Regions from separate parts of the Rattus norvegicus genome. Here regions 1 and 2 are each linked to region 3. Evidence: chromatin contacts called from public Hi-C data. All regions are on one chromosome and are shown on one strand. The core of a region is the stretch at or near the end of the contact, and the rest is flanking DNA. Distances in the headings are between cores, read along the strand shown. Region 1 holds the start of Plk4 (polo-like kinase 4). Region 2 holds the start of Pgrmc2 (progesterone receptor membrane component 2). Region 3 holds the start of Larp1b (La ribonucleoprotein 1B).

Region 1 (2,700 bases), core at 132-2,631, 130 kb before region 3:
CAGAAGATGGCATCAGAGCCCATGGACTTGGGTAACAGAAGGCAAGCTGACAGCAGGGAGGACTGATGAATATGGCCCTTTCTCCCACAGCAGCAAGCTCTCAATCACTGTGTCATATCTCCAACCCCTGAGAACTGGAACTGGAAAGCATGGGCCAAGCACTTGTGAAATGATGCTTTGTTTGCAGGATAACAATGTGTTCATCTAAATATGTGTGGAGATTGGCTTTAATTTATCTCAAGGATATAACAGTCAAAGAAAATGGTCCCAAATAAGGACCTCACTTAGTCTTTCTAAACTGCCCTTTGAGATCCATTTTTGTTGCCAGACAAACACACACACGCTCCTTCCCCAAGTGCCATTATCTTTGGTTTGCTGTCTTTCCAAACCAGTCTTTTTCCTGTCCTGGAGTCACTGGCATTTCAGGATAACAACCTAGACCTGGATTGTAATACTATTAGGACTTCTGTTTAAAGGAGATAAAACACAGGCAGACTGAGAGATAACACACGATTTCGGGCCTTAAAAACAAGTCATTACTTTTGATCTTTTGCATCTGATTTAAAATCTCAGGACAACTAAGCTTAAAAAAAACCCTGCAGGTTTATTTACTAACAGTTTGTGATTACCTCTTTTCTCTGCTTGTAAAGATCCTTACTACTATTCAAAACAGTTTTCAAGGAAAATAACTTAGCCTAAGTCACATATAATTTGTGAGATTGGTAGCCCAGGTTAACCTGAAACTTGTTACAATCCAAGGACGGACTCAACGAGTGTGTCGCTGTGTCCCAACTTTTAATATTTGCCTGGGCAGGGGATTGCTGGGAGAGAAGGGGCTGGAACCCAAGGATTTGTACGTGCTTGACAAGCATTTTACCACTCAAGTACATCCCCACGCCTTTAAAGCAGAGTCGGTATTTTCGCTATACTATTCATCATCTTAAAGCATCACACATTAATAGCTGTATAAAGGGGAAAAACATAATAGCTGTATAAAGGGGAAAAACTACGAAGGTGTACAAGGTGGGCGGGGCTTATTCTAAGGAAGGTAATCGACTTTACCCCCCCAGGTCAAGTCTAAACACTTATTTGAAAGAATTGTTAGGGAAAGCCAAAGTCCGGAGTATGCTAGGGAAACCCTCTGGTATTGCGCTCTGCTCCCGGCTCTGAAACTGCGTCGTCCTTCAGATCAAAACGTAACCTACCAACTAGAAACATCCACTGTTAGCGTCCGCGTTTTGGTCAGTTTCACACCGACCACTTTCCATCAAACTTGGACCCACTTCCGGACCAGAGCGCGGAAGCCCCTGCCGCGCATGCGCGTCGGTCTCAGCCTCTCAGAAGTGGAGAGTGCTGACGTCACCGCCAGCCTGGCCGGTTCGGAGACCGGCGGGAATTTTTCAAAATGGGAGCATCGATGCGCCGCCCAGGCCTCTGGAGGTACCGAGATAAACTTTCGGTGGCGTTGGCGGCGTCGCCAGCGGCGGCGGCATAGAGAAAGCATCCTGATGGGCGCCAAGACCTGCTGGCTTCTCGGAGCGCTGCCTCGGAGGGACTGCGAGACGGCCGAACCCGGGGCACCGGCGGCTCGGGAACATGGCGGCGTGCATCGGAGAGAGGATCGAGGTGAGGCGGGCGGGCGGGCGCGGAACCGAGGGAAGGTCCGAGTGAGGCGGACTCTGATATTCGGGGACCGACTAAGCTGAGGTGCACCGAGCACTGTGCTGAGGGAAGGTCGGAATACCGCTTGGTACAAACACCGGAGCGGGCGGGCGCAGGCTGAGTTAGTCTGGATGAGGCGCTCGCTCACTCACTGGTGCTCAGTGACACAGGTAATGCGGTGTTCCGCGGGCAGGCGCAGTGACTGGGCAGATTGTGGAGGGACCAGCGAAGCGGCCCGCCCCTGGGAGCCCCGCCCGGAGGGGAGCGCCTGGTACCCAGCAAGTGTGTCGCCAGCTGTGGGCCCCGCCCGGTCCCGGCTCCCCTAGGCGTCGGATTGCCACTCCCGCCTCCAAAGCCGCGCTCCGCCTGCCCCCTCCCCGGGGACGGCGGTTACCGTGGCGGGAGCTGCGGCGGGAGCCTGATGGACCAGAGTTGGGACCCGAGTTAACCAGCTCATTAGAGTCCTTAGCTTCCAACAGGGCTGGAGCTTAGAAAGTCTCTCAGCATCAAGATGCCTTCCACCCCAGACACCTGCATCATCGAGGTGTGGCAGCTTCTTGAACTATGTCCCATTTTCCCCCTGGCCCATTTTACATTCCAGTTCCTACCTAGCTTTCTTGCTTTCTAGTTCTGCGATTCCTCACTTGTAATCTTTAAATTTTTTTAAGGACTTTAAGGTTGGAAATCTACTTGGTAAAGGATCATTTGCTGGTGTCTACAGAGCTGAGTCCATACACACTGGTTTGGAAGTTGCAATCAAAATGGTAAGAAAGTATTAATTATTGTTTCTTCAGTATTTTGCAAGGTACTAAAGAGCAATAGAGGGGTGCTATTCAAAATGCCCACTCTATCTACTAAAGACTGCATGCACCTGCCACCTCCCGCATGTGTGCATATGTAGTAATACATTGCATAATATAATGGATATTCAAAAGACAGTGCTGTTAAGTGCAGCATCTGAATTTAAAGACATTTAAGAGACTCTTAACTTGCTTAAGTGAAGTTTTTATACTTTATAGTGTTCGGGAGACTAATACA
Region 2 (2,700 bases), core at 20-2,519, 150 kb after region 3:
AGAAAAGTTGTAAAACCTTCAACTAGAAGAACCAGTGCATGGCAGGGGGCGAGAAGTTTGGCTCTTCTAGATTCGTGCCCCACCCCGCCCCCCGGGCGTCCCATTCTGTTAAGGGAAATATAATAATTCATTTTCAACGGGTATTTGAATACTTATCTTACTATTAGCAGAAAAAGGAGAGGAGGGAAGGAGGGAGAGACTCAAGAGCCAGAGCCAAAGCCAGAGCCACGCCTGCCTCCTGGGCAGAAGAGCTCCACCCCCTATAGTCAGGGCCAATATCTTTGGCAGTCTTACTTATTAAGGTTTACATTCTGGTTCGTTCTCATCTTAACATAAAGTTGTTAATCTTGGAAAGCATCTTAGAGCCAAAACTGACTTTTTAGAAAAAGAATGAAAACGAGTCCGGGGTGGTTCTGAAATCGAGCTTCAGGGTTGGGACTTGAAACTACGTGTCCCTAACCCTGACTCTAGGCAGACAAGTCCGGAGACTAGTAAGAGTACGTAAGTGTCAAACAGACAATCCAGAATCAAAAGAAAGCTGTCTTACACAGGGCCGAAAACTTTGGGGCGCCACTTTAGCTCCCTTGCTCCGACAAAGCTCAGAAATAAAAAAGCTCCGAAGAAAGGTTGAAAGCCAACGTGACTAGAGACAACTCTTAACAATTTTGAGAATTTCAGTCCCAGGAAAAGCTGCGAGGAGAGACGGGTTGGGAAGGGCAGGAACGCCGAGAGCAGGTTTGTGGGGCACCACTGAACCCCTCACGACGCCCACAACTGGGGGCGTGCGCGGGGCTGCAGTCCAGGTACCGGGCCGCGGCGGGGATAGGGTGTCCCGGGCCCCCCCGACACCCCTCACTCCTCACCGGGGCCGTAGAACTTGCTGCCTTTGGTCACGTCGAAGACTTTCCCATTGACCGCGAGCAGGATGCGCGGCGTGCGCGCCCCGTCGTACTGGCGCAGCTGCTCCAGGCTGAAGTCCCGCTTCTTCATGCGCGGCAGCGTGGCGGCCGGGCTCTCCTCGCCCGCCCCGGGTCCCGAGCATAGACCACGCCGCCCCCAGCGCACCCACAGCCGGTAGGCCCCCAGCAGCACCAGCGCCACCAGCGCCACGTTCAGCAGCATCTCCCCGCCCGTCGCCAGCAGCGCTGCCACCCAACTGCTCCTCGCTGCCGTCGCTCCCGCGCCACCCGGGCTCCCGTCGCCGCCACGCTCCCCGCCGCTCCCCAGGGTGCTTAGCTTTACGTCCCCATCACCCGCCGCCATCACTGCCCGCCAGCGCCTTCCTCCTCCCGCCCCCTGCCCTCCCCAAGACCGCGGCCCTGCCCACCAGGCGGCGCTCAGCCAATCACGTGAGTGGCTGGGGCGTGGCAGCGCCGGCTACTTATTGGCTGTTGGCTGGGTAACGTTGCCTGGCTTCGCTCTCGTAGCTCCAGCTCTGGCTGGCAGCGCGCGCGGGCGACGCCCCGCCCACCTCGCCCCACACTTCCCTGCTCTCACAGCCCCAACGCTTCGGCTAAGGGAGTGTAAGGGAGGGGCGGGGCTGAAGAAAAATAAAGGGGGGGGGGCCCAGAGCCGGCTATGCGCGTGCGTACTCGCGGATATGGGCGGAACGCCGTCAGGGCGCGTGCGCGGGCCCTGGAACGCCACGCGCTGGGCTCTCTTCAGCAACCCCTCCCTGCTGCTCGCGCGCGTGCGCCCAGCAGCTGCTTCTCTGGAAGACGGCAGGTTCGCGTCCGTGACGACGTAAGACTGAGGCCGCAATGGGGTTGGAGCTAGGGGCCGCATGTGAAGCCCGGATGCGGGCTTCGGGCACTCGTCCTAGATGCGCCGTGAAGCCACAGATCCGGACCCACGCTACTTTGGGGAGTACCCCTAACCGGAGTTGGACGCAAGCTCTCTGCGCCTTGCACCCCCGCGGTGGGCGTGCGCGGATAATGCAGCCTGTGGCTCTCGCTCCATAGCCCTGCTCTGGGGCCTGCGGGAGTCCTGGCTTTCTAGTGTGAATTCCACCCATCTCGCACCCTCAACTAGTTTGACAGGCTTCTGTCGCTCTGCTTGTGAGGAAGGAAGGTGCATCCAGGGAATGACCAACCTTGTAACTTTGAACAACCGAGGGTCAGGGACAGGTATAGACGAACTGTGGCAGCTTAGGGGTGAGCTACCCAGCACAAAGGAGCTGACTCAGGCTTTGGCATAAGCAGTAGTCTAGAAAAGTAGGAATGGGCTTTTCTAGCTGTTATTAGTTTTTAGATAACTGCCTTTAGTGTCAGTGGATAGGAGAGTACTACCCACTAACGATATTGGTGATCATAACTTCCCTAGAGAGGTTTTAGCATTTGAAGAAAGGAATGGGATGGGAAACTAACCATTGTACATAACACTCTAGTGGTGGCTTTAGTGCAGGGGGGGTTGAGATTTTTTTTTCTGTAATGGATTATATATTTAAGTGCTGTGGGCCATAAGGTAGAAGAGAAGGAGCATGGTAGTAGTGTTCCAATTGAAAATGTACTTAGAGAAACCGAAATTGATTTGTCATGAAATATCGTCCTTTTGTTTTTGAGGCCATCTCAAGTGTTCCAGACTGACTTTGAACTTGATATGTAGATGAGGATGACCATGAACTCCTGATCCTACCTCTTGCATAGCACTCATAACCAACTGAGCTACATTCCCTTGCCTATTATTCTGATTTTTAAATCA
Region 3 (2,700 bases), core at 138-2,637:
ATCTCCAGCTAAGGGTGATCCAATTCCTCCGGTAATCTGGGGCACCTGCACAATTGTACACACAAATGCACACACGTACTCACATTCCTGTAATTAAAAATAGAATAATTCATGCTGGGTGAGGCAGTGCACTTCTTTAATCACAGCATTTGGGAGGCAGAGGCAGGCAGATCTAAAAAAAGACATCTAGACGGAGAGACTGAATGTACAAAGCCTACTGGGTGTGGTCCTTAAGCTTTAATACCAGCCCTAGGAACTCTAAAAGAATTCTTTAAAAAAAGTTCAAGACTGCCTGGTGCCTAGTACTCACGCCTGTAGTCATCCCAACATTTAAAAGGCTGAGGCAGGTGCATTCCTTTGAGTTCAGAACCAGACTGGTCTAAGTCGATGGCTTCCAGGGCAGCCTGGACTATAGTAGTACGCTGTCTCAAAAGCAAGGGGAAAAGAAAGCTCACGGCCAACCTCGAGATCGAGGTCAACTTGTGCTACCGAACATCTAGTTTGAAAACATCAAAAGTCATTGAAAAAGTGAAAAATGAAAAAGGTGGCGAAATGTTAAGTGTTTGCTTTACTCAAGAGAACTCAAGCATTTCGTTGTCTGTGGGTTAGAATCAGGACGGACAAGTAAGTGCACTTGTCACTTAATGTCACTTAATGTCGCGGCTGAGTCTTCACCTGAACTTGGCTGCGGATCAGGAGTGCCTACGGAGTCCACAGCGTTAGCGGAAAACTTTTCCCGGGTCCTAAGGACCCACCCTCCTGAAGAACCTGAAGCGCAATATGGGCTTTCTAATCCTCCCGGTTCCGGAGGAGAGTCCTCCTTGTCCCTGGGTCACAGATGTCGGGTGCTCCCCAAGAGTGCAGGTTCAACCTCGCTGGCCGCTAGGGCGGGGCCCTCATCAAACCACGCCCGCCGCACTCGCGAAGACTCCTCAGGCCGCGGTCGCCCGCAGCGTTTAGGGATGCCAGTGAGTAGGCATGTCACTCTCCAGGGTGCCCGCCCCCTACCCTGCCTCGTCCTCTACCCGCCCCGCCCCTCACCCTGACTGGCCCTCGCCCTGGTCCTTGGGCACCTCGCCTACCGAACGCTGATTCTCTTGGCTGTCTTGCCTTTATCACGCCCCGCCCATTGGCCCGCCTCGCCCTCTGCGCGCCCCGCCTCTTGGACGCCTCCGCCTCCGCACGCCCAGCCCATCGGCCCGCCTCGGCCTATAAACGCCCCGCCTATTTGACCACCCCGCCCATTGGCCCTCCTCGCCCTCCGCACGCCCCGCCCAGTTGCCTTCCTCGCCCTCTGCACGCCCCGCCCCCGACTGCCTCGCCCTCTGCACGCCCCGCCCTCTGGGGCAGTTACCGGCTAAGGCCGCGCGCGCCTCCGCGGCTCGCCAGAGATCCTTCAGACTGGCTGGAGCGCCGCGTCGTCGCCCGCGCCCGCTGAGGGCTCGCGGCTCGGGCGCGCCCGGCGCGTGTGGCGAGCTCCAGCCGTGCGCTGCGACGAGGCCGGGCGGCGGGCGGTTAGCGCTCCGCTCGGCGGGCGGGGAGGACGGGCACGCCGGGCGCTGCACGCCTCGGCGGGCAGGTTCCGCGTCCCAGGACCGAAGCGGGTCGGTGCCCCCGTGTGGAGAGAGGGGCGGCCGGGCTCCCTGGACCCGGACGGCCCCAGGCTGGGCAGGAGGCTGGGGCCAGGGGCCGGCCATGTCCGCTCGCGCCCCGGTGCCCGCCGCTGCCCCCCGGGAGGACCCGCCCGCCGTGGCCGGAGACCGGGACGCGCTGTTGGCAGCGGCGAGCCGGCGGGCGGAGCAGCCGGCGCCCGGCGAGCGGGAGGGCAAAGAGGCGAGGGAGGAGCGGGCCGCGGCCGCCACCAGCGCGGGGGCGCGGGGAGAGCCGTCGCCGGCGCTCGTGCTGGGACACAGCGTGCCGCAAGCGGCCGTGCCCGTGAGGCCGCTGGCGCTGCACCTGGCGCACAAGGCGCGTGCGCCCGGGGGTCCCTTCGGCGGGGAGGCCCCGCCGCCGCCGCCGCCACCACCACCGCCGCCGCCACCGCCGCCGCCGCCAGCACCTCGGGACCCACCGGAGGACGTCCGTGAGGACCCAGCGGCAGCCGGCCTCGAGGACAAGCCGCCGCCGCTGCCAAAGGGGAACCCGTGGACCAAGAAGCTGCCTCAGCACCTGTCCCCGGTGGGCACCGGCGTGCCGCCGCCCGCTCAGGACTCCCCGGAGGCCGGTGAGTGCGATCCGCGGGAGGTGTTTGGTTCCTAGGTGTCATTCACTGTGCCGATTTACATAAATGGACATGTGGGAGAGGGAGCGACAGGAAGAGGTGGGACCTCAGGTTCTCCTTGACGGGTAGGGGCACGGCGTGGGTGACTGGGCAGCGCGGCCGTGTTGGGCTCGTGCCTTCACGTGTCGGCGTCCTGGACGCGGTGAATACTGTGGAAAAGTTTCCGCGAACTTGCCACAGAGTGGAAGCGAGTCGGGACGAGCCTGCGTGTGAGTAAGTGGAAGCGCGATCGGGCTCGCTCCTGAGGTAAAGTTGGTGAAACGAAAGTCTCAAAAAGCTGCCAGGTAGATGTGGCTCTGAAGGCAGCTGGTATTAGGTGTTTTTCGGTTGTGTTTCAGAATGCCTGAGATAGGACAGTTGACTGGGAGTCTGGATTGCACAGCTGGTCCCACGGTAGCCTGCCTGCGCGTTAGAAATTG

Evidence for each region. A called contact is a pair of places that touch in the nucleus more often than the background predicts.
Region 1: a Hi-C map of liver shows a contact between it and region 3, with 2.6 times the contacts expected there. The contact joins the promoter of Plk4 here to the promoter of Larp1b in region 3. A contact is called at or near these places in 2 of 12 Hi-C or Micro-C datasets (liver and mammary epithelial cells).
Region 2: a contact with region 3 is called in a Hi-C map of liver, with 3 times the contacts expected there. The contact joins the promoter of Pgrmc2 here to the promoter of Larp1b in region 3. A contact is called at or near these places in 3 of 12 Hi-C or Micro-C datasets (kidney, liver and prefrontal cortex).

What each region holds. Positions count from the first base shown.
Region 1 is chr2:125,729,099-125,731,798 of GRCr8, forward strand. Plk4 (polo-like kinase 4) reads left to right here and starts at 1,382. Exons shown (of 16, transcript NM_001395103.1): 1 at 1,382-1,626; 2 at 2,331-2,426. The coding sequence starts at 1,597.
Region 2 is chr2:126,010,821-126,013,520 of GRCr8, forward strand. It overlaps Pgrmc2 (progesterone receptor membrane component 2), which reads right to left and starts at 1,270. Exons shown (of 3, transcript NM_001008374.1): 1 at 864-1,270. The coding sequence starts at 1,263.
Region 3 is chr2:125,862,610-125,865,309 of GRCr8, forward strand. It overlaps Larp1b (La ribonucleoprotein 1B), which reads left to right and starts at 1,388. Exons shown (of 10, transcript NM_001415051.1): 1 at 1,388-2,224. The coding sequence starts at 1,696.